Regions from separate parts of the Mus musculus genome. Here regions 2, 3, 4, 5 and 6 are each linked to region 1. The links are chromatin contacts, called in public HiCAR-type, HiChIP or PLAC-seq and promoter capture Hi-C maps. All regions are on one chromosome and are shown on one strand. Each heading gives the region's core, a stretch centred on a gene start, on an enhancer-like site or on the middle of the called end of the contact. The rest is flanking DNA. Distances are from core to core; before and after follow the strand shown. Region 1 holds the start of Pyroxd1 (pyridine nucleotide-disulphide oxidoreductase domain 1). Region 2 holds the start of Plekha5 (pleckstrin homology domain containing, family A member 5). Region 3 overlaps Plekha5 (pleckstrin homology domain containing, family A member 5). Region 4 overlaps Plekha5 (pleckstrin homology domain containing, family A member 5). Region 5 holds the start of Aebp2 (AE binding protein 2). Region 6 overlaps Aebp2 (AE binding protein 2).

Evidence for each region. Promoter capture Hi-C pulls out the DNA fragments that hold promoters and counts their contacts. HiCAR-type assays count read pairs that join an accessible place to other places. HiChIP or PLAC-seq counts read pairs in DNA pulled down with a chosen protein or histone mark.
Region 2: a promoter capture Hi-C map of pre-B cells shows a contact between it and region 1. The contact joins the promoter of Plekha5 here to the promoter of Pyroxd1 in region 1. A contact is called at or near these places in 2 of 39 promoter capture datasets (the 3T3-L1 cell line and pre-B cells), 1 of 484 Hi-C or Micro-C datasets (pre-B cells), 2 of 115 datasets of contacts at active chromatin or transcription factors (astrocytes and microglia) and 1 of 9 other capture datasets (liver).
Region 3: a FOXA1 HiChIP or PLAC-seq map of pancreatic cancer cells shows a contact between it and region 1. The contact joins the enhancer-like site here to the promoter of Pyroxd1 in region 1. A contact is called at or near these places in 3 of 39 promoter capture datasets (the 3T3-L1 cell line, 3T3-L1-derived adipocytes and the C10 cell line), 2 of 115 datasets of contacts at active chromatin or transcription factors (astrocytes and pancreatic cancer cells) and 1 of 9 other capture datasets (liver).
Region 4: a contact with region 1 is called in a promoter capture Hi-C map of pre-B cells, with 4 times the contacts expected there. The contact joins the enhancer-like site here to the promoter of Pyroxd1 in region 1. A contact is called at or near these places in 6 of 39 promoter capture datasets (the 3T3-L1 cell line, 3T3-L1-derived adipocytes, the C10 cell line and 3 more) and 1 of 115 datasets of contacts at active chromatin or transcription factors (astrocytes).
Region 5: a contact with region 1 is called in a promoter capture Hi-C map of pre-B cells, with 14 times the contacts expected there. The contact joins the promoter of Aebp2 here to the promoter of Pyroxd1 in region 1. A contact is called at or near these places in 6 of 39 promoter capture datasets (the 3T3-L1 cell line, the C10 cell line, hippocampal neurons and 2 more), 3 of 484 Hi-C or Micro-C datasets (B cells, CD4 T cells and pre-B cells), 5 of 115 datasets of contacts at active chromatin or transcription factors (bone marrow-derived dendritic cells, large pre-B cells, pancreatic cancer cells and 2 more) and 2 of 9 other capture datasets (adipose tissue and liver).
Region 6: a contact with region 1 is called in a HiCAR-type map of astrocytes, with 7 times the contacts expected there. The contact joins the enhancer-like site here to the promoter of Pyroxd1 in region 1. A contact is called at or near these places in 3 of 39 promoter capture datasets (3T3-L1-derived adipocytes, the C10 cell line and liver), 1 of 115 datasets of contacts at active chromatin or transcription factors (astrocytes) and 1 of 9 other capture datasets (adipose tissue).

The regions. Positions count from the first base shown.
Region 1 is chr6:142,343,668-142,347,581 of GRCm38.p6, forward strand. Pyroxd1 (pyridine nucleotide-disulphide oxidoreductase domain 1) reads left to right here and starts at 2,030. Exons shown (of 12, transcript NM_183165.3): 1 at 2,030-2,140; 2 at 3,891-3,914. The coding sequence starts at 2,066.
Region 2 is chr6:140,421,971-140,425,884 of GRCm38.p6, forward strand. It overlaps Plekha5 (pleckstrin homology domain containing, family A member 5), which reads left to right and starts at 2,129. Exons shown (of 31, transcript NM_144920.3): 1 at 2,129-2,286; 2 at 2,407-2,486. The coding sequence starts at 2,195.
Region 3 is chr6:140,464,563-140,468,476 of GRCm38.p6, forward strand. The region is part of intron 3 of Plekha5 (pleckstrin homology domain containing, family A member 5); the gene reads left to right. Among named protein-coding and RNA genes, the nearest start is that of Plekha5, 42 kb to the left of the region's middle. Within about 2 kb of position 1,924, at least 76 of the 459 cell types and tissues checked have an H3K27ac peak or open chromatin away from gene starts, as enhancers often do. A contact at or near this core is called in pancreatic cancer cells, where this site is marked.
Region 4 is chr6:140,558,909-140,562,822 of GRCm38.p6, forward strand. All of the region lies in intron 15 of Plekha5 (pleckstrin homology domain containing, family A member 5), which reads left to right. Among named protein-coding and RNA genes, the nearest start is that of Aebp2, 63 kb to the right of the region's middle. Within about 2 kb of position 1,998, at least 62 of the 459 cell types and tissues checked have an H3K27ac peak or open chromatin away from gene starts, as enhancers often do.
Region 5 is chr6:140,621,391-140,625,304 of GRCm38.p6, forward strand. It overlaps Aebp2 (AE binding protein 2), which reads left to right and starts at 2,112. Exons shown (of 8, transcript NM_001005605.2): 1 at 2,112-2,954. The coding sequence starts at 2,305.
Region 6 is chr6:140,647,891-140,651,804 of GRCm38.p6, forward strand. It overlaps Aebp2 (AE binding protein 2), which reads left to right. Exons shown (of 8, transcript NM_001005605.2): 7 at 82-195; 8 at 2,866-3,914. The coding sequence ends at 2,896. Among named protein-coding and RNA genes, the nearest start is that of Aebp2, 26 kb to the left of the region's middle. Within about 2 kb of position 2,066, at least 2 of the 459 cell types and tissues checked have an H3K27ac peak or open chromatin away from gene starts, as enhancers often do.

The sequences.
Region 1 (3,914 bases), core at 780-3,279:
GGTTTGGAACACTAGCTGTTCTTCCAGAGCATCCAGAACCCACATGGCAGCTCAGAATCATCTCCAATTTCAGGCAAGCAAATGCCCTCTTCTGGCCTCTGCTGGTACTGCATGCACATGATATTAATAATTTTATATATATGCAAAACATCCATACACATAAGATAATACAAATTGAGGGATTTTCTTTAGCAGCATACCAATATACTTTTTTTTTTGGTTTTTCGAAACGATTTCTCTGTGTAGCCCTGGCTGTCCTGGAAGACCTGTCTGTAGACCAGCCTGGCCTTGAACTCAGAAATCTGCCTGCCTCTTTATCCCAAGTGCTAGGATTAAAGGCGTGTGCCACCACTGCCCAGCTACAAGTATGCTTTTATTTTTACAAAGACTGTTTTTATATTTTGCATATGAGTGTTTTGCCTGAATGCATGCCTGTGTGTCATGTGTGTGCGGTGCCTATGAAGATCATATATATATATAAATATATATATATATATATATATATATATATATATTTAAGATACTAGGTAGGTGATAGATAGATGATATATATGTGTCATTTAAATATGTCATATATTTAAAATACTTTTTTGCTGTTTCGCTTTAAAGTCCAAAAGGCCTACTTATTCTTTTTATTCTTGACCATCCCTTCACTGTTTTGTTATTGTTTTTTTTTTATGTTCTAAAGTAAAACAGCAAATGGTGAATGGATACAGTTTGAATATTAGTTAATATTTCTATTTATGTTGATGAGTAACATGTCCAACAGAAGTTCTAACTATGATAAACAAATGAATCAGGTGTGTTTACATGTGGGTATTACAAATAGAACTATTTTACTGAGATCACCAACCACTGAAGTCACCAGAAATAGTAGCTGGGGTCGTGTCAAGGAGCTTACGACTTTGGTGTAGTTGGGATGAAGTAAAGCAGGGTAGGTTTAAACTCATAAGATGTTTTTGGGCTACATAGAGGCAACTCCTTTCTCCATTTTACAGTTATTAAAGTTATTGATGAGGAGCGGCAGCTTATTGAGGGAAAGGAGTTGCAAAAAGCTGACGTTGTGTGTGCTAAGAAAAGAAAGAAAGCAGCGGTGTCATTCAAAGCTGAGGAGCAAATGGTCTCCTGTAAAACGATGAAGCAGTGTATATCTATAATGAGATATAGAGTCCCTGTTACCCAGATTGGCCATCCTCAGAGTTTAAAGAATTAAAGAGGCATCAATAAATACCAGTGTTAGACAGAGACGATTAAAAAAGGCCTTAATATTAAAATCAAACCGCCAAGCGAGACAATCCACAAGGGCACAAAGATTAACAGCAAGGTAAGAGAGGATACTGCAGAGGAAAGAGGTGAAAACAACTCAGCCATTTCTGAACGCCATTCCTCAGGCAAATGAACACTAGGAAACTATAACTGTTAAGAAATGCTATGTTTTTGCACCTGTACATTTTTACTGAGCTCAGAATTGGAAGTTAGAGGCTAACTTCTTCAACTATTCAACAGTATTTGATTGTCATAAAGATGTCATAAAGAATGAGTTTTCAAAGGCCGGGCATGGTGGCGCACGCCTTTAATCCCAGGACTCGGGAGGCAGAGGCAGGCGGATTTCTGAGTTCGAGGCCAGCCTGGTCTACAAAGTGAGTTCCAGGACAGCCAGGGCTATACAGAGAAACCCTGTCTCGCAAAAAACAAAAACAAAAACAAAAAGAATGAGTTTTCACAATATCCCATTGCTATGTGAAGGGCAGCAATCGAGACTATTCCAGAGGATTCGAGTTCTTCCCCTACAGAATAAGAAGAGGCTCGCATGAAAGTCCCCTAAGGCAGGGGCAACCAGAGTTCAAGATGTGGGCGTGGTAACAGCCGGAAAGTCTGCCTCCAGATTTTCAAACGCAAAACACGTGGGAAATACTCATACGGACTAAGTGTGAGCTTCCGGGCACCCGTAGTCCAATGTCAATGGCCCGAGCGCCGGAAGTGATTTGTGGGCAGCGTCTCTTCCGGGTAGAAAATAGCTGGAACTTTCACCAGTGTTCAGTCTGCCGCCAGCCCCCGGGGAACTATGGAGGCCCCGCGACCGGCAGGGACATTCGTGGTGGTAGGAGGTGGCATCGCTGGCGTCACGTGTGCCGAGCAGGTTCGTGGGCGCGTGCTCCGCCCCTTCTGGACCCTGTTGTCGTGGTTACGGGAGATTGCGGCGGGCGGCACCGCTTCGCGGGTCGCTCTTCCGGCTTTTCCCCACGCCCACTCGGCGGCGCCGCTGGTGGGGAGGCTGCGCAGAGCCCCGTTGTAGCGTTTGGGGCCAGGAGTAGACAGTGCCTAATTAGCTAGGAATCCAAAATCGAACCAGACTCCGGGTGGAATAGTGTGCCAGTGGGCAGGAGACCTTGGCGTTTGGACAGAAAATTCTCCCACTTTTCAGATTTCCTTCACACATGAAATTTAGTTTCTTGATAAGTGCCACGACGTTAATAAATAATTTCAACGTTACCTTGAACTCCAAAGATAAAATTTCATGTCTAGCAGAAGTTTGGGGCAAAGGACTACAGATGAGGAAATTCTAATCATGATAAACAAATGAATCAGATGTGTTTACATGTGCGTATTACAGAAAAGAACTATTTTGTTGCGATCACCAACCGCTGAAGTCACCAGAAATAGTAGCAGGAAGTGTTTTTTGAGTTGTTAAACTTGGGTGGTGCAGCTCCTGTTTATCCATCAAAGAGTTCATATTCCAAGTCACGTCATCACTGTGTTACCTTAATCTTAGGAGTTACTGGTAGGAGTGAATTAAGGTAAGGGGTAATTAACTTCTCTTAATGTGTAAAGATTACCAAATAGAGAAGAAAAACATACTCCACAGTGTAGCCTTCATGGGAAGAAAGCATGACTTAAATTGCAAGCAGAGAAGCTGATAAGAGACAGAAGCAAGGAAGACTGCCAGAGTTCAGACCACATAGGTTGATACGACTTGCTGTGTTTAATGAAAGTCTGCAAATAGATGGTTTCGAGTTAGGGGTGAAAGCTTTGTAAATTTGATTAGCTACAGTGTGTGTGTTAAGGGCAAATGGTCGACAGCTGTGTGAAGCAGGAAGCTAACCTGTAGATAGTTCTCAGGAGTATTAAGTTTTGAGAACTTGATCCAACAAGAAATGTACAAGATAGATTACAGAATATGAAGAGGAAACAAAGGCAGAGAGTGGTCAGATATAGGACATTCAAATAGGTTGAGTCACAGGACTGTTGTATGGCCTGAGGGCGTGGGGTTGAGGGTGCTGAGCTTCGTGGGACATGAGCAGGGACATGGGACAGGCAGTGGAACAGAATCCAAGATGAGCAAACGACCACCCCCCTCCGGAGTGTAGGGAAAAGGTAGAAATCGTGAAACTGCTGCATGTTAAGTCTTTGTGTTTTGTTAAGCTAAGGTTCAAATGGCTCTGTCTTCCCTGAGTATGTACTAGTCAGAGAGGGAGTGTGAGGGCCATGGGAAGAGTGATGCTGAGATTCTGTCTCATATCGCAGCCTTGCTTTAATTTTATCCTCAGCGAAGGCAAGTAAAAACACTACTTTAAAATGAATGGAAGTAAGTAAGCAGTCTGTAATTGGCTGTATAGCTTTAAACTGGTATATGGAATAAGTCGGCCAAAGATACTGCTGTAGTGGTTTTAGGTCTTTGTTCTCCTTTATCGTGACTGTACTGTTCATCTTATCACTGTAAGGGTTTACCATCACCAGTGCTGTGGCACTGTGGCTAACACTCAGAATAACACGATTTTACATGTGAGACACTGACGGTTTATTACTTACAGTGCCATAGCACCATGACAGCATCATTTACTCAGTAATGCCTGATGTTCTCTCTCCTGTCCTTTCTCCTTAAAACTCAGCTGGCTGTCAGTTTCCCAGAGGAA
Region 2 (3,914 bases), core at 879-3,378, 1.9 Mb before region 1:
GTGCACACCGTTAGATCCAGCATTCTGGAGGCAGAAGCAGGCAAATCTCCGATTTAGAGGCTAGCCTGGTCAACAGAGCAAGTTCCAGGACAGCCTGGGCTATACAGTGAGATCCTGTCTCAACAAACAAACAAACAAAACAAAACGAAACAACGAAACAAACGAAAAGATTCTAGATTACTATTTGAGTACTGCAAATGTTTTTCTTTTCTTCCTTCTCTCTCTCTCTCTTGTCTCTGTCTCTCTTTCTACCTCCCCAAACCCCAAGCATAGAATGTGCACTCTACAGTTGAACTACATCCATAGCCTTTGGTTGCGATTTTGAAAGATACATAAGTTAATCTATATTGACTTTTGAGATGTGCTTTCTGTGAACACATCTTGTAGTATCCAAAGATCCAGAGCTAAATAGAAGCCGAGCACAGCACACAGTCAACGTATAGACTTCTCGGTGGTATGCAAACATCCAAATCCCTCAGCAGGACTACCAAGCACTAGATTCATAAGCTATTGTGGCATTTGGGAGACTTTTAAGTTTGTAATGATAACAGAGAGTCAACAGCTCTTCTTATACTTGCTGTGCTGTGCCAGTGACCACTGATGCTAATGTGGGACATTTCCTGCCAGCTATTCATTGATTAAAAAAAAAAAAAAGTCATATTTTCCAGAGACTGGGTAGGAGATAAGATGTCAAAAAGTAATAAGGACTGAAATGAGGGAGCAGAATACAAACGAACCCAAAAGAGAAAACATTACAGCGATGGTATTTTTTTTTCCTCCTGTATATGCAGATGGACAGGAAAATTATAGCAGTAATTGCAGTCTCCGTTTCACCAGAGACGTATGGCCTTGGGGAATCAGGAGATAGGAGGAAAAGCCAATGAAAATGCACGCTCATCAGGAGCTTTGGCCAAGGGCATTCACCCTCCCTGTGCCTTGGTTTCCTTAAAGGTTGAAAAGCATCATTTACTTATTTCAGTTACTTGGGAAGATGAATGAGAGAATGCCTCAGAAGCATCCAAACTGGTCAGGGAAAAAAAAAAAAAAGGTGCTTCGAGAATGCCAAGTTGTACTGTTATTATTGAACTGTGTTTCCTCTGGGATGAGTCATTTGCTGCAAAGCCATGGAGACAATTCCAAGAGTGATGATGAAGGACCAGGGGCAGTAAGGAGCAAGCATAGCGCTCTTTACTGGTGCAAGGGAGGTCTTACTAGCAGTGAACCCTTCCTTTGTTCAAAGGACAAGGGGGCCGGGGGTGCCAAGGCATTAAAAATACTATACAGCAACGTATTCATTCGAGTAGACTCTTGGAAATCTATAGGCGATTTGAATTCAGACTTTGCCATTTTTCACCATAACCCTGGGCACAATCACCTTTGTTCCTTTACGTTTCTTTGCCCCTCTCAGTGAAACGGAGACAATCATAGTTCGAAGGGATTTAAATGTCCACCACCCCAAGGACTCCGTAAAGTTAAGTTGCCCTTGTAATAAATGAGAGAGATTGGGAGCCTAGAAATTCACGTTGATAATCAAGTGCATCTTTTTTAAGAAAGGAAAAGGCAAGTTTTTATTTTCTAAACTATTATATGGCTCAGAAGCTTAGAAAGGAAAAAAAAAAAACCACCAGTAACAAAAAGACCTTAAGTCTGAATCAGTCCCATTTCAGTGGTCCGAGCTCACTCGCGGACCCTCCTTTATTTGGCACGCCACACACCAGAAAAGCCTTTCCCAAAAGCAGTTTTCCATTTCAACGCCCGGCGTCTCCCAGAGAAGCCCCGGGCTAGGCAGGCAGTAGCTGATTCAAAACCTCACAGGTTCGGAGCCCAGCCCTCCGGGCGGGCGCCGGCGGGACCCGACCCCGGAACCTTCGCGCGGCGCGGGCGGGGCACGGGGGAGGGCTTTGGCGGGGGCGCGGCGCCGCTTCGCCCAGCCTCCGAGCGAGCGAGCGAGCGAGCGCAGCGCGGGCCGGCGGCCGGCCGCGGAGGATGCCGAGGGGCGGCGACGCAGGCCGGACTCAGCCGGGGCGGCGGGGAGGGCGCCGCCCGAGGGGGTAGGGCGGCCGCGGGGGCGCGCTCGGGCCGGGCCGCGCGCCCTGCGCTCCTTTCGCTCGCTCGCTCGCTCGCTCGCTCGCGCCCTCCTTCCTCAGCGGCGGCGGCAGCACAAGGCGGCGGCGGCGGCGGCCGGGGAGCAGACATGGCGGCCGACCTGAACCTGGAGTGGATCTGCTCGCTGCCGCGCTCCTGGACGTACGGGATCACTAGGGGCGGCCGCGTCTTCTTCATCAAGTGAGCGGGCGGGGGAGGCGCCGCCGGGCGGCTGGGGGGAGCGGTGGGAGCGAGCGGGCCGGGGGCCCCCGTGGGTCGCCCCTCGCGCCGCTCAGCGCCTGTCCCTTCTCTTCCCTGCAGCGAGGAGGCCAAGAGCACCACCTGGCTACACCCGGTCACCGGCGAGGCCGTGGTCACCGGGCACCGGCGGCAGAGCACAGGTAGGGCCGGCCGGGGCTGCGGCTCCGGGCCACCTGGCGGGGTTGGAGGGGCTCCGGGCTCCGCGCGACTGAGTCCCGGGGCGCCTATTCTTCTCCGCCTTTTCATCAGCGCTTGGAGACGGCGCCCTCTTCCTGGCGCCCTGGTCCCCATCCTTTCCCGGACGCCCCCCGAGGATGGGCGACGCCCCTCTACCCCGGATCGCCCCCGTCTCCGCCTCCAGCACCCTTTAGGAAGTCCTCACCCGCTCCCCTTTGCTCCCCGCATCCCAGCACCCCTGCGGTGAGACGGTCCCGCATCCTCGCCCTGCTCCCCAGAGAACTGCTTTCTGCCAAGCAGCTTCCTCCTCCACCACCTCCTACTTCTCCTAAGTGGGACTGTGGGTAGGTGACTGATGGAAGAGTTAGGGGTGCTGCGGTGCCCCCCCACCATGTGATCCAAACACCGGTGAGTCCCCTCCTGCTACCCGAGTAGCCGCTGGAGTTAGGACGCTGGAGCGGGCGCCGCAGCCAGTGATCCCGGCTCAAAAGTCCCCGGTAGCCGCAGCCAAGCTCCACGTACCACCAGCAGGCGGTGGGCGAGCCAGGGCGGTCCCGCGTGGGGGGCCTTCGGGCCCCAGTTCCACGAGGAAATGCATCTCGGGTTGCTTTGATAGCTTTCTTGAATGTTTAGCATGAGTTGAGCTGGAGGAGGGCTTGTGGTGGTTTCAGTGCTGGTCTGGCTTTCTTTTGTCATTCTTTGTTTACATTCACCCAACTTGTTTGCCTGAAACGTAACGTGAGTTCTCATACTGGCCCGCCTCTATTCCGGGTGACTGCAAAGGCTTGAGAACAGTTGGGTCGAAGGTGAGGCCCAGTTCTGTCTCTCCCTCTGGGTACTTTTCTCGCCAGCTCCGAGGTTCTGAGGATCTCCTATTAAAGTTGCCAGAAGGGTGAACAAACCTGCCTTTTCTGCTAAACGCTGGAGTTCAGTGAAGTGACTAATAATGTGTCCAAATTTGCACAAGTGTGGAGGAGGAAAGGGAAGGCTGCTGTAGCAGGCATGATGAGGTTACATTTTTAGGGCATTTCTGACTAATAAACCGTCATGTTTCCTAACTCTCTGCACTCTTTAGCTTCAGCCTGTTTACTGTACGCATTTGCAACTTTGATAGCCTCGTTACCCTTGTGGATATGGGCACGTTTATTTCATGGAAGACAATATAGGGTTAAAAGAATTTAGCCCAAATGTTTTATGGCATTATCTCAGGCCTATTTTGATTACGTATGACACGAATGTCTTCGAATTACCCTCACAGATTAAAAAATAGCAGTCACATGCCGGAAATATTTTATTCTATGATGTGATTTCGCATTTATCTATTTATTTATTCTTGTTTGATTTACTTTGCTTGGGCTCCCGTTCTGTGCACACATGTGTGCCTTTTCATT
Region 3 (3,914 bases), core at 674-3,173, 1.9 Mb before region 1:
AGACCCTCTAGAAGCCCCGCACACCAACCACCATTCTCTCAGGTGGTGTTCTCGAGGCGTGGCATCTGTAGACATGTTGAATGGGCCGCAGGCTTTGGGGTTGAGTGCTGGTCCGTTGTTCTTCCCTGCATCTTGCAGGGCTCTTTGTACCTGGGCAAAAGAAGGAGAAAATTATAGCCAAGGTGGCTGCTGATTTCCTCTCTAGCTCATAGCAGTTTGTCACATTTACTAAACTTCCTGTTTCCCCAGGGGTTTTCAGCCCCTACCCATTAGAAGAAGAAAATGGTCTTCACAGAAAAGTATGCTCCTTTCTTGGAGCCAGGCACAAGTAAGGATGAAGCGAGACTGATGCTAGCACCAGCCCTTCCACAGGAATGCTTCGCATTAGCAATAAGACCTCAGAAATGCAAAGTCGCTGTTGGAAGCTGCTGTGTTCCGTGACTGACTCCAAGGAACATGAGGCAGAAGAAGAGTAGGCCTGCTGTAGCCTCAAGTGAGATGTGTGACTCCCAGTGATCCGCCCGACCATGTACACAGCACCATGCATTGTCTGCTGAGAGGCCCAGTGCATTCTCAGCCATCACAAATCAGATATTTAATTTTTAAGTGTTAGAAATGTAAATTTTTCACCTTTCATTCCCATAAACAGAACCTACAGTTGCTATAGCAGCGATTTTTTTTTCCCCACCTACATGAAATTTGAGTTTGAGACAATTATTTTCTCACAGATTTTCAAAGTGTAAAATGAATACACATAGCCATTGCAGCTCAGGAATAATTCCTCAGATGCAAAGTGATTTGTTCTCCATGAGTGAAGCCTGAAAACTCACCCACAGTCCAGTTTGACAGAAGGAGACTTCATGGCGATACAGGGACTGAAGAGCACAAGTGTAGAGAGGCCCAGCCTTCGTCCAGCACCAGAAGAGAAGCATTGGCTCTCAGGGACCAGCTATTCATTAGCTGGTTAGTTGGTCTCTGTTGACTACTTAGAGAACGATTATCATTCGGTGGCCCTAAGGAAGAAGCTTTGCACTTAACTTTTGGTGGTGTTTGATAATGTCGTCTTTTGAAAGCACTCAGCAGTCACTGAGCCCGAACTCTGCCATGCCTCCGTTGTTGCCTCCATGGTACATTTCAGTTGGCAGTGGGGAACAATCAGACCTGTGCCAAATGGTGCTAGTGTGCTTTCATCCATTGTAACTTGCAGGTGCATGTTTAACTCAGAAAGTAATAATTAGTGACTTCTCAGAAAGTATGGATTTTGCCTTTGCTGTGGTGGGCGTTTGTTCCATCATCAATGCCTCTGACTCGAGCAGTGCCCATCATCAGCTTATGTGTGACTAATGGCAGGCCTGCCTTGATGGGCCGACTGTGGGGATGCAAGCTTTGCAAACCAGCAGAACCTTCCTTACAGCAACTCAGGTTGTGACGTGCTTTGTGTGACGTGGTGTGTCATGGTTGGGTTTTAAAAATTGTGAACACTCACCTTCAACCCTAAGAGCTGTCTACTGCCCAAGTTACCATCTCATCGTGTGCTGTGTGCCTTTTAGGAAAGTGTGGGGAGGGTGCTGCTGGCACTCCACGGGCTTGGGATGGAGTGTGCACAGAAAGATGGGTGTGGCTCCTATCTCTGTGTTACACTTTGTTCACAATTCATTGTTCTCTGGTTAAATACAACAGAAAAAGCTGAAACCAGAGATGTGTCCTGTCATTGAGTTAAATACAGGTATATTCAGGGATTATTGAGCCCTGGCCAGGTCAAGAAAGAAACTCAGTACCTAATACACAGCTGGAGAGCGGGGCCCTGTGAAGTGCAGCCTGGCCTTGGTTTCCATAGTGAAACAATAAAAATGTGCTGTGTCATAAAACACAGAACAGTAACAAGCACCTTTGGAGGACTCAGTGGCTTTCGTGGGTGACGTCGCTCTCTCCTGGTCATGAAGTGGAAGGGCTGAGGCTGCACTCTGCCTTCCTTCCTCTCCGGCTCACTGGGTGTTGGTTTCCTCACCCCTGTGACAGAATTCTAGGTAAAATATCAGTGTATTGCTTTCTTTAAAAGGAAAGTAAATGTAGTTACTTATTAATAGGGAGTGGCAACTTTATATATGTTCTATGTTAGTCACATTTATTGAACTCTAGAAGTCTACGAGATTATTGGTTCACTCTGCTTGGGAACAAGAAACCAAATACTTAGAATAAAGAAGAGGGGAATCTTACATTTGTAATATTTTAATTACAGGCAGAGTTGCCTCTCAGAAATCTGATGACTCACACATGATTACATTACATTTTAAAACAAGACATTTAGTTCTTTTGCACTGAGAAATCTGTTTCACAGGTTGATTTTTTTTTTATATGAAGATAGTTATTTTATACAAGTGCAGTCACTCCCAAATGCTTTTTTTATTCTTCTAGTCTATGCTTTAGTGGGGGAGCCCCCATGTAGCCTACCAATTATATAAATCGCGTATGTTACACTCATAAGAGAAGGCAAGTGAGGCACCATATGACCTCAGTCTCCTGAACTTAGCACATGACTAAGCACTGTAAAGGAACCTGAGAAACAGCTGAAGTAAAGAACCGAGGACGGGTTAATTATAAATGCGTGGTGACAGATTTTCCCTCTGGCCTCTGGCGCAGAGGTGGGATTGTTACACTACTTATAGGCAAGTTAATGTCAAGGCAGTTGACATTTAGCCTCTTATTTATAAGAACTCAATATGGACAGCTCATTTTCATGAAAGTTAAATACAGAGAAAAAATGTGGAATGGATAGAATGAAACAAAAATATAATGAAATGTGTCATTAGTTGATTTGAGACCCATACATACACAGTGGAGGTTATATACCTTGCTCTTACACCTGGTTGTACACACAGTGGAAGTTATGTCACTTGTTCTTCTATCGTTCAGTGATCCAGTGATGTTTGAAAGTGTGCAGTCTCTGAGGTCATCAGGAAATCTCAACTATTAGCTTGGAGAGTCACTGTGTGTGCTGGACAAGTGCAGAAGGGCTTAGCTGTTGAACATAGACTTGAAATCACTGTTAGATGGAAGTTAGTACTTTGAAAGACTAGGCCGTTCAACTGTAATCACAGGCATTTTCATTCTCCAATTACTTCGTAGGTTTGTGGAGAGACTCTTGCTTCTTTCACAGGGGCTCACTCTTGGGGCTGAGGCATGGAAAGTCTGGGGTTCTTCATATACAATAGTAAGACTGTGAGGCTTGGTTTGTGGAGTGATTGTGAAATGAGTTTTACATTGGCAGCAAGCAGCTAGGGAGGGACTCTTGTTATATACTCAAGAGTAAAAGTAAGAAGACCTTGGCTTGCTTGGTTGTCCATCCGTCTGTCCATCCATCAGTTCTTACTGAGTCAGCCTTTGGTTTTCCGGGCTGGCTCTGCCTTGACCGTGACTGTTTCCATGCTTCAGCTGTCTCTGCTCTCAGCGCTGGCATCGCTAGTCTGAGCTGGCCTGAGGTGCTGGGGATCAGACCCAGGGAGGCATGCGTGCCAGGCAAGCGTTCTACCCAGTGAGCTACGTGCCCAGCCCAGTTTACAGTATCTTGTCTTCCATTTTACTGTTTGACAAGATCTCGTTACATAATCAAGGCTGGCCTCGACCTTGCGTTGTTGTCCAGGCCAGCCTCAGACAGCAACCCTCCCTCCTGACCATCGCTGGATTTTTGGTACGTGCCCCCTCATCCAGCATACAGATCAGCTTTTGATGTCAGAATTTCACACTTGCAAACTACATTTTAGAGAATTTCCAATTCGAGGACTATCCATTTGTCCCTGCTCTCCCAAAAGATGGGAATATTGTAATTGTGCTTTCAAAGATGTGGAATGCAATGATGATTTAAAGTGTGCCAGTAGCATAGGCTTGTTTTGATCAAATGTTTGAGCATAGAAGAG
Region 4 (3,914 bases), core at 748-3,247, 1.8 Mb before region 1:
CTCCAAACAGAAAGACAGAAGCCATGGTGCTCCTGAGAGAGAACACACTTGGCCCCTGACTAGCTATGCATACACCACCCACAAAAGGTTATCTAAAGAAAACTCTTCTGACATACACTTAAAATTTGTTCGTAGCAATGTATTGAAATTAAATTTTTTGAACTGCACTGTGCATTGTATGTAACTATCGCTGTACTGTACAGTACGTAAAAATAATTATGATAATTTTAGTTTAGTAGAACTTCCCATTCAGCTCAAACCTTTCCAGCTGTCTCTTGTTGCTGCCAGTAACCTGTCTGAGATGACCAGGCCTGTTGTTTTTGCAGGCATTATTAGAAGTCCAGGATTTATAGATTGACTCATCAGTTTTATAGAACCACATATTAGAGCAGATCAGAGGAAGATGCTCTGGGTAAATTTCAAAGTCAAAGGCATGTGTGTGCTGGCTTCTCTCCCTCTCTGCTCCTCCTCCGTCTCCCCACTCACAAACATTAAATAAAAGGAGGCGATGCAGCCTTCCTCTGGCCTTCTGTAGGTGCCACAGTCACCCACAGGAAAACCTTCCTTCCTGTAGATTGTGTTCATTTCTAACATCAGTCGTGGAAAGTAGAATCAGAAGATGCCCTGAGTGCTAGCCCTTTTCTGCTGCCACTGGCATGCCACAGCAGGTGAAGCATGCAGGGCTGGTGCGTCACACACTCGGGCTGAAGATTGACTTCTGCTCCTCATAGCTTGAGCACGAGAGCATGGTTTCTCGATGCCACCTCTCATGACAAGTGATTACTGAAGTGACTTTTAAAACCAGTGCAAGCCTTCAGTCCCAGCACTTGGGAGGCTTAAAGTGTCAGGGTCTTGGAAGATACATATCATGAGTTGTAGGCCTGCTGGACTACAGACTTAGACCCTGTCTCACAAAAGCAAAACATAAATAAGAGTAGCTGTACACTTCTGTAGGAGGATTTCTGCTTTATTCTGTACTACACTGTCATAGATTGTTTAAATAGCTAGTCCACTACTTGTAGTCTGTATTTTTGATGATATCTTGTTTATTCTTTTGAGAATTCCATATGTGTTTATATTGTATTTTAATCATGTCCACTCCCCCAGGTTCCCTACAACACTCCTCCCTCCCAGTTTCATGCCCCCTTTCCCATAATGCATTGGGTCCCATCAGTGCTGCCTGTTCATCTCGTTTGTTTCTTTCCACGTTTCCTTTGTGACGTCCCTGTTAGTGATGAAGAGCAAGGAAGAGGGTCAGTGAATTCCGCAGTGACCTCAGCGATGCTCCAGCCTCTGTCTGCTGAGTTATGGGATTTAGAGGCGTGCCCCGCCATTGCCCAAACTAGTCTTAGGGCCTAGAAAGTTGATATCTTCTTGTACCTTGCTGCAAAGAATAAATAATCTTGTACCAATCTTTTTCACTCCTTTAGTCTCATATAGCCAAGCAAACTTTGATTCTCCCACAATCTGGTTTTTTGCTGTTTTATAGGGGGGTTCTGTGTGTGTGTGTGTGTGTGTGTGTGAGAGAGAGAGAGAGAGACACTGTCTGTCTGTCTTCCCTCTCTCTCTCTCTCCCTCCTCTATCACCTCTCTCCCTTTTTCCCCTCTCTTCCTCCCTTGGTCTCTCCAGAGCCCATGACAGACCAAAGTATGGATAGTATATAGGGTAAAAAGTCTAAGCTCACTTCTGGGTTTTGAAAACCCACCAGTCCACACCTCCCCGTCCCTCCCTCCCTGCCCCCGCCCCTTATCTCTCCCCCTCAACCCCCCCACACCCCCACCACACCCCTGTATAAAGTCTGTCTCCTGCTCAGTTCCCTGCTGCTTTTCACCCAGAGGCAACCATCCTCCCGTGTCTTTCTCAATAAATGTCCTGTGTGAGGTTTGTGCAGTCTGACCTTGTAGTATTTCTTGGCTCCCTATTGCCAGGATACCATTCCTTCCAGAGCTGATCCTGGGGAAACAGCCCTCAGAGCTGTACCATTTCTGTTGGAGAAACTTCATAGTAACAGTAAAGATACCACTGAAGTCCAATTTGATGAGTCAATGCATTTTAGTGTTACAGGAATATGGGTGAGGGGCTACTTCCGGGAGCCGAAGTGTCTCAAAGACAGCTGCATCACCCCAGCTTGAGGGACATCTCACAAAATCTTGGAACCTGGAGCTTACCACAAAGCCTACAGGTAGCTCAACAAGTTGAGTGTCCTTTCCACATGCCACTTCCGGGCAGCTCAGCTTGTTTCTGTTGCATCCAAGCAGCTCAGAGAGGCCTTTGCAACGTGGCTCCTCTGAGACAGACTCATCTTTTAGTGATTCACTGGCAGGGAAGGGTAGGGTAAACCTGGTCAGTTTGGGGGACTTCCTCACACTGCTTCAGTTGTTTACCTCTGTTTAAAGAGCTCTCCCTTAGGATGGAAGGTTTCCCTCTGGGTGGAAACTGTTACACAACACTCCCTCCTCCTTCCTCGTTTCCTCCCCTCTCTCCTTTTCCCCACCCACTCTCTCTCTCTTTCTCTTTCCTTTTTCTCTTTCTCTTTCTCTTTCTCTTTCTTTCTCCCTCTCCCTCTCCCCTTCCCTTGCTGTCCTCCCATCTCCAGCGTATTTAACCTTGGAAGTTGAAGCCCAGACAGTTCTTGACTAGAATAGGACATCATAATGGCAGAATTCTAAGGAAACTGACTAGATACCAGGTTCATTCGCATTCTGAGCAGAGACTTAATACCCACTTGTCAGTCCTCTGATCTGGTAACCCGGCCTGCCCGGTGCCTACATGATCGTAGTGATCGTAGTGGTTGTGGCTGATAGATCTGGTCCTTGTTGATACCTGTCTCACCTGTCTTAACCTTAACACCAAAGCTCCTTTCCCTCACATTCTCTCAGCTATGATGAGTTCATCTCCTCAGCTCTCTGCTAGTTACTGTGTTCTTTCATGTTTCTGCCAGAAAGCAGAGCTTGTAGTGTGACCTTCCTTGATGTGGGCTTATTTGCAAGTCGTTCACCTTGGGAAATGATACCAAGGTGAGAACAAAGAGTGACAGAGAATGACAACCACGGGTTCCCTAGGCCTCACATTAAATCTTGACAAATGAACAGAAACTCAGGAAATTATTCCCAGTTCACAGGAGAATTACCCAGGAGAACCTAGGGCTACCCCTAAGACTGGCTGCCACTGCCCTGAGGCAGTGTTTGCATACATAAGCACTGGTGGGCTCTCACTCACATGCAGGGGACTTAGGCACTGGCTGCATTCTCATACAGGGTGCATAAGGTCCATGACTGCCGGGTGGGTCTCACGTTAGAACAAGATTAGCTGAGAAGATGTGGAGAGGGAGAGCCTTGCATTCTGGAGTTTTAATAGTGTGTTTTAGTTAGTTCTCCAGCACAGGCCCACCGTTTCCAAAGTGAGCTTTTCATCTGTAGCTCTCATATTGGGCAAAAACACTAAAAGCAAAAAGTGGAATCCTCAGGACGGTGAGTCATTCTGGCCAAGGGCGTTTTAGAGCTGTCTGCCATGACTGAGCCATTCCGTCTACACAGAGATTGTCAGGTTGCACAAGGGTCGCCTAGGACTTGTGTCCAGTGGTTCCCGTGTATGTGGGTGAGGGACACTACTTTAAATAGACTTTATGATTGGGAAATTAGATTTTCCTGTGCAGTGCAAGGCTTTATCATCTATCCTAATATAAGACGAATAGTCATTAATCGGCTACAGAAACGACAGTGAAATCTGGCTGCCGGGCTACAGGGAGGTTTTTATGCCCGCTAGTACAGGAGAGTCATGTGCTTTGCCAGTGCAGTGGACAGCACACACCTTGAACCCTGGGGGAACAGAAATCTGTGTTTTCTAATGTGTAGACAATAAAAACTACAAAGTGCAGTGATGAGCAATAGACCTGTCCGCCATTTCCACTTGG
Region 5 (3,914 bases), core at 862-3,361, 1.7 Mb before region 1:
TGGACAACTGATAAATAGGCATGCAAGAGAGTTGGGGTCACAACGAAAGAGAGCATCATTACAACTGAAGGGACCAGACAAGGCAACCACTCTGGATCAAGAGGGTGTGCTCCTGAGACCGCACACACAACTCTAACTCAGGTGGTGGCTGTGTGTTTCCCCACTGGCTGGGCTCCCACCTTACAATTTTATTCAGTTGGCCAATCTGGAAAGATCATCACCCAGGAAACTGAGGAAGAGGGTCCAAGGAGAAAAAGGTCAAGGCTCCAGGCCACCAAGTTTCTAGAATAGAGCCATGGGCCTTTATTTAAACAAAGGTTTACAGGGTGGGGAGGATTAGAATATTTGCATAATATTCTTAGAAGGTGGGGGGAGATAAAAAGATTTGAATTTCCTCTGCTAGGTCAGTCCTAATTTCTAATGTGCCTTAGAGCAGCTGCCACATACACTGAGTCATGCTTTATTCCAGTCCAGTTTGGTGATCCTCAGTCTACAATCCAGGATGACAACACATTCCTGATCTATCTGCAAGAATGACTCTGAAAGTTAGAGTTTGAGGTTAACGCCTGCCAGTGTAGCTACATTGTATATTATCATTTTAATTTTTGCTTTTCCTTGAGGAAACTTTTCTTTTCTTTTTCTTTTTTCTTTTCTTTTCTTTTTTTTTTTTTTTTTTTTTTGAGGATGTTTCCTTCCACTGGGGGAACATTACGTGTGATAGTATGTATCCAAAGGTTAAGGCTGCAACTGTACACTAAGATATTTGTGGGGCGGTTTCCTTGTGGCCCACACTAGTTGGCCTCAAAGTTGCAACAATCCCTTCTAGCCTCATACTACATGTTGTTTCTTTTATTATGTTTATTTTTTAAATTAGGGCAGTGAATTCTAGAAACATGAAAATACTCCACCTGGGGGATCTCTCTCTCTCTCTCTCTTTGTGTGTGAAGATCTACTAAGAATGAATGAGGGAATGCTCTCTGAGACTGCTTCCCCACTCCAGAGCATCAGATGTGCCCCGGAGTCAGGGTGTGATGTGGGCTGCTCACCAGCCTTCCTCATAAACTCCAGGTCTTTATTTTACAAAAAGCTTATTTACAAAGCATTCCCTTACCGAGAAGTTCAGGAAGATGCAATGCTTCCCTAGCTGTAAAGGGAAGGTTTGACTCTTGCCTGGGGATAGGGAGGAGCCTTTCATTAGTAGGAGTAGTAACCTCTTCCCTGCTTTCTTCTTCACACCCTCCCTTTTTGTGAGGCAGGATTTCAGTTTGGCCTGGAACTCGCTATATAGATCAGGCTGGCCTCGGAATCTCGGAGACCCTCCTGCCTCGGCCACCCTAGGGCTGGGGTTAAAGGTGTGCCTTTTAGGTGAGGTACCTGTGTGCACCACCCACCAGACTGGGAGGGAGGCCGGGAGATGTGGTCAGAGCTGCTGGGATTAGACAGTTGTGAGCCGCCTTGTGGGTGCTGCAAACCGACCGCCGGCTCCTCTGGAAGAGCGGTTAGAGCCCTCAACGGCCAGCGCTACACCCCAAGAACTCAGCCTGCCTACAAGTGTCACCCCAGATTTTATTAGAAGCTCCAGGACTTAAAACCTGCGAGGATCTCGAGCCAAAGCAACGCCCGCCTCGTCTGAGCTGCCCTCCTTGGGTCATTGGGACATCGGGACAGGTAAGCAAGCCTGGCTTGCGAGTCAAGCCTCTGCCTCCGCGGTGTGGACATCGGCTCGGCGCTTCAAAAACAAAAAACAAAAAAAAACCGATTTATCGAACTTTCTGCACATGTCTGAGACCTGTCTTTTGAGTATGGCAAGCGCTCAGACGGCCAGACACTTGCTCCACTTACGGCTTCCTTCTACAGGACACCACCTCCCCCGCAAACCACACACACACACTCTCTCTCTCTCTCTCTCTCTCTCTCTCTCTCTCTCTCTCTCTCTCTCTGAGCCGATGCTTCTCCTTCTCTCTGTAGAAGTCCAGGGCTGTGAAAATCCCCACCGACTTCGGGTTTCGAGGGCTCGTCCCGCCTCCGCCCGGAGCGGGAAGGCGTGGGAAGGCCCAAAGAAACTCTGGAGGGGCGGGGCCGCCGCGGCGCGCAGGCGCGCTGCCTCCTCCGCGTGAGTGCGCGCGTTCCGGCGCGTGTCCCCGCGCGGGCTCCGTAGCGCGTGTGCAGCCTGACGCAGCCCCGCGGGCCCTCCTCCCGCTCTGCGGCGGCCGCGCGGAGTTTGGGGCGTGCGGGCGCGGAGCGGGGGGTGGCGGGGGCGAGGAGGCGGCGGCGAGAGGAGGCGGAGGAGCAGCAGGCGCCGCCATGGCCGCCGCGCTCGCCGACATGGCCGACCTGGAGGAGCTCTCCCGCCTCAGCCCGCTGTCCCCCGGCAGCCCCGGGCCCGCGGCGCGCGGCCGGGCCGAGCCGCCGGAGGAAGAGGAGGAGGAGGATGACGAGGAGGCGGAGGCAGAGGCGGTGGCCGCGCTGCTGTTGAACGGGGGAGCGGGCGGCGGCGCGGGGGGCGGCGAGGCGGAGACCATGTCGGAGCCGAGCCCCGAGAGCGCCAGCCAGGCGGGCGGGGACGAGGACGAGGACGAGGAGGACGACGAGGACGAGGGCAGCAGCAGCGGCGGCGCGGAGGAGGAGAGCAGCGCCGAGAGCCTGGTGGGCAGCAGCAGCGGCGGCTGCAGCGGCGACGAGACGCGCTCGCTGAGCCCGGGCGCGGCGAGCAGCAGCAGCGGCGATGGGGACGGGAAGGAGGGCCTGGAGGAGCCCAAGGGACCGCGGGGCGGCCCGGGCGGCCCGGGCAGCAGCGGTGGCGGTAGCAGCAGCAGTAGCGTGGTGTCGAGCGGCGGCGACGAGGGCTACGGCACCGGGGGAGGCGGGAGCAGCGCGACCTCCGGGGGCCGGCGGGGCAGCCTGGAGATGTCGTCCGACGGGGAGCCGCTGAGCCGCATGGACTCGGAGGACAGGTCAGTGCGCCGCCAAGGGGACCCTTCCCGGACCTCGACGAGGGGGACTCAGGGGACTTCTTCCTGATTCGAGGGGACTCTGCGTGGATCCCGTCTAGGGGACTCCTCCCGGACCCCACAGAGGGGACCTAGGGGACTCCTCTTGGACTCCATTGAGCTGACTTCCTTGCCCGATCCCCTCCCATCTCCTGGACCCTTTGGCCCAGCGCGGGGCGGGGGGCGGGGGGGACCCTTCTAGCAGCGATCCCTTGCTCTGTAGATTCCCGGGCTCCGCCGAGGGGACCGAGGGGACTTTCTCGCCGCAGTCCTTTCCGTTTCTTGCTTCTCCTTCCCTGCCCCGCCCGCCTGCCCACCTTGGGAACGGCTTCGCCGGAATCTCCCCTGCCCCAGACTCTGGGACCCCAGACCTGGGGACTTTCTCTCCGGGATCTCCCGCCCCCTGATTCTCAGCCCCTCCCCCCCAGATCTCAACTTGGAAATCCCGGGCGGCCGCCGCGCCCCTCTTGCCGCTGAGCGGCTTCCAACTCCTCACCATCCCCCCTCAACTCTCCTTTCCCCACCCTCCTTTCCTCGGCGCGCGGTTCTCCTTTCGGATCGAAGGACGACTCTGTCCCGGAGACAGCCCCCCCAAAATGGCCCAGACGCCCCAGCCGAGCTCCAGAGGCCCTTGATGTACACCTCGGTACACAAGGTTAGCTTCGTGCATCGGTGTTCGGGAACACTTGTCAGAACTGCAATTGACAAGTGTTTTCCAATATGGCTGGTCTCCTGGAACTCACAGAACTAACTTGTGCAGGGAGGAGACCCCCACCCCTGGCTTTGCTTTACTTTTAAAAAGAACTGCTGGTCCGTTATGTGTAATCTCTGCTTCTCAGATCCCTCACATCTGTCAGTTATATCATCTCAGGGGATTTGAGTTTTGGTCATCAAATCTGAGGGACCAAGTTTAAAACACAGAAA
Region 6 (3,914 bases), core at 816-3,315, 1.7 Mb before region 1:
AGAGAATCAGAAAAGTAAAGACACAGGGACAGTGCGTCTAGGATAACTATAAATTGTTGGCTTTTCTTTTTTAATTCATAGTCTGCCAGATGTATGGGTGAATGAGAGTGAACGACATCAGTTAAAAACGAAAGTAGTTCATTTATCAAAGCTACCCAAAGATACTGCCTTGCTGTTGGACCCAAACATTTACAGGTAATTTACTTTGTGACAATATACTTTTCCTTTCGTAATTGTTATTTTGATCTTTCTAAATTTTGGGTGAGTTGAAATTTATTTTTCAGTAGAGATGAAATATAATCTTTATCTAAAATGCTGGATTTTGTCTTGATTTTGCCTAGACATGATTAATTGAACATCTTTCATCAGAGCATTCAGAACCATGTTGCTCTAAAGGCTTCAGAACATAGATTTCTGGGCTTGGGACAAGCAACTTGTGCTAGATATTTCTTTCCAATAGCTTTCTTGGGTGGTGCATGGGTTGTGGGGCTGTGTCATCAGTGCTGCCTCACTGCCTCTGTGTCAGACTCTGTGGGCCTGGAAAGAAATGGAGTGTGTTGTGTATGCCCGGTACTCCACTCACATTCTCCCCAGACTGAGCCCAAGAGAGGTTTAAGTAGCTTTGTGCTTGTTAACTATTTCCTAGTCTCAATTCTTTTATTTTTCTTGTTTGTTTTTTCAAGACAGGGTTTCTCTGTGTAGCCCTGGCTGTCCTGGAACTCACTCTGTAGACCAGACTGGCCTCGGACTTAGAAATTCTCCTGCCTCTGCCTCCCAAGTGCTGGGATTAAAGGTGTGCGCCATCACTGCCTGGCCCTAGTCTCATTTCTCAGCTTCTCTGACCTGGCAGTTTCAGACTGTGGTTCAAAGAAGTTCTCGGAAGTTCAAAAAAAATTCTTGGGAATTTTTCTTAGCTGATATACAACAATAGCAGCCTCTCTGGGACTACTCTCTCTGCATATATCATAACTGCAGTAGGGTGTTCATTTCCTGCTGTGTGGCCCATATAACAGACTAGTGACTAAGAAGGTACTCAGCCTTATACTTTTAGGTTGACATTGTAATTTAATATATTTCTTGTTAGAGTGGGTTGGCCAGCAGTAAGATGATATTGACAGATCACCAGATAGATTAGCCATCATGAGGTTAGCTAATTCGGAGATGGGTAGGGTGGAGTAGTGGTGATCAAAACTTGGGGTGCTTATGCCAGTCAGGGGTCCCACCAACTAATTTGTGTCTCTGTCCCTACAAGCTCCATTTGTAGGAATCAAGCTCTTTGAAAGGTCCTGTTCCTCCTGTGACTAAGGTGTTTAAAATGCCATTCAGTGTATCAGGATTTCTGTTTGAGACATTGTTCTGAGAGCAAAGTGCTAACATTCATGGGCCTTGCAATGAGGGAACATTGAGACTCTTGATCGTCCTTACTAAAATAGCCTTTGTGGGAAGTGAGTGATACATGCAGTGAAACTTATTCTTTGATAGATGGAATAAGATTGAGAAATCATACTAAGAATATGGGAAAGTCATACTTTGAAAGCTGAGTGTTATTTATTTGATGGTGCTTCACTTAGATTTGATCCTACTTCTCTCTGGGGAGGTAATGGAAACTAGGAGAGCTCTGTTGTGGGAGAGCTTGTCTGCATTAGGACTTTTAGGACTGTACCTTCAGAGTTAACAGCTGGATGAGCACCCATGCCTGTGTTCGCCGTCCTCTTCCCTCATCCTTTCCCACATCAACTTATTGTTGTGTGTTGTGCTTTTTTTTTGGGGGGGGGTTTGAGACAGGGTTTCTCTGTGTAGCCCTGGCTGTCCTGGAACCCACTCTGTAGATCAGGCTGGCCTCGAACTCAGAAATTCACCTGCCCCTGCCTCCCAAGTGCTGAGATTAAAGGCGTGCGCCACCACGTCCTGCTCGTGTGTTGTGCTTTATAGAAAACACTTTACATGTGTTAGGGAAAGGGATTTAAAGTAGTCTTCACACTTAGATTTGATTGTTCAGAAATACTCATGGAAACCAGGCTGACTGGATCAAGATACATAAGTGTCTTCTTGGGAAATGAGGTTTTTTTTTTTTGTGTACCCAGGCTGTCCTGGGCTCCACCCCTTCAGCCTCCTGAGTGCTCAGCTTACAGACATGCATGCCTCATGAATATATTAAAGCAACTAGCCGAGAAGAAACAACTCTGGACCTTAGCACTGAACTTTGTCTTTGGGGCTTTTCTTCTGAAAGTTGGAATTGAGAGAACTGGAAGTCTGTGGGATAGTAATAAAGGCTTGATTGTCTTGGTGTGAGATCAGGGCTTAACTTGCTGGATTTTGACCAGAAAAAGTTATTCCTTCCAACTTGTGTTTTTTGAGGAATAATTTATTGATTATTATATATAAAATTATATATATGTCAAAATGAAAGTATGACTGTTCTACTGAAAGTGTACACTTCACTTCCAAATGTGACTAAAAAGAGCATTTATTTGAAGTATAAACATACCTTTAAAAATAGTTGAAAATACATTTTAGACGTGGAACTCTTGATAATAGAAATAATTATCAGATTTTTTTTAAAAATTAAAAATGATGTAAATTCTTCTCATTCTATCTGTATGTTTTAGGATAATTACTTTTGCTCTCAGTATATCTGTTTCCTGAGACAGGTTTGTCTGTGTTGCCCCAGCTGTCCTTGAACTCCCAGACTCAAGCATTCCCCTGCCTCAGTCTTCAGCAGTTGGGACTGAAGGCACACATCCACACTTGGAAATCACCTCATGTGATAGTCTGTCACCATCACTATTTTCAATTCTACAAGTATTTTTAATATTTTGAAGTGTTTGATTCAACTGAATAAAGAACTTTTCTTTTTCTTTCTAGAACAATGCCGCAGAAGAGGTTGAAGAGGTAAAACATTCATAAATACATAAAAGCAAACACGCGGGGACACCTGCAGTCTTAGTCACTGACAATGGGCTTAGGGAAAGTTGCACATTACAGTCAACCCCTTCCTTCCTCCTTTACTTTAAGTCCAGTATTTAGAGTACTATTTATGGCTAGTGTGGACATTCTGTGAGTGAAGGAGGTCTTCTGTGGAATATATTAATATATACTGCAGTCCACATGGCATGGAATGGCGCTGTGGGAGACTGCGCAGACACTCTCTGGCAACTCAGTGGAACAGCTTCTGAAAAGGCTTTGCATGCTCGCTGCTTAAGCTGCTTTTTTTCTTCCCCCCTAGTGATTACAGTAGTTTTATTGGAGAGACAAACAATTGCCCTTAAAAACACCAAAAGCACTGTAAGATAACCATCTTGACAGTGTGTATTGATTTGAAGTCCTGATAGAAAATATTTAGACAGTGGAGATTATCAAAAGATAACTAACCTTTCAGTTATGATAAATAGATGTGATTGGTTGCCATTTGTGTTCTTTTGCAGAACTCTGATAAGAAAAATGTTCAATTTGTATTTAAGCAAACAGTGAACGACATTTGCAATCAACTAAAAATTCGTCTATCGAATTAGGTCTGAGAATCACTGTTAAAGAGTATTGCCGTGTGTCTGGTGGCTCCCTTTTCAGGACTAGGGTCTCTCTCTCTCTCTCATGGGGACAGCGTGTTAATATTTACCTACATAACTCTTTTGTTAATGGTTTTTGAAAAAAACCTCAGTTTCAAATTATTTGAGTAATCTCCATATTTTCATTTAACCTCTGACTCTTTAATTTTTTTCCTGAGGAAAGTGTTTTTTTTTTTAATTTTTTTTAATGTTAAAAAATTGTATTTTTTTTAAAAATATCTTCAAACTGAATCTTTTAAGCACCAAAGTTGGTTTTGAAAAGGAAAATAAAATCACTTTCTTGCTTGGCAGGCAAGAAGCCATATGGAATTTTTTTAACTTTTACAGAAATGTGTAACTTGTCAGTAC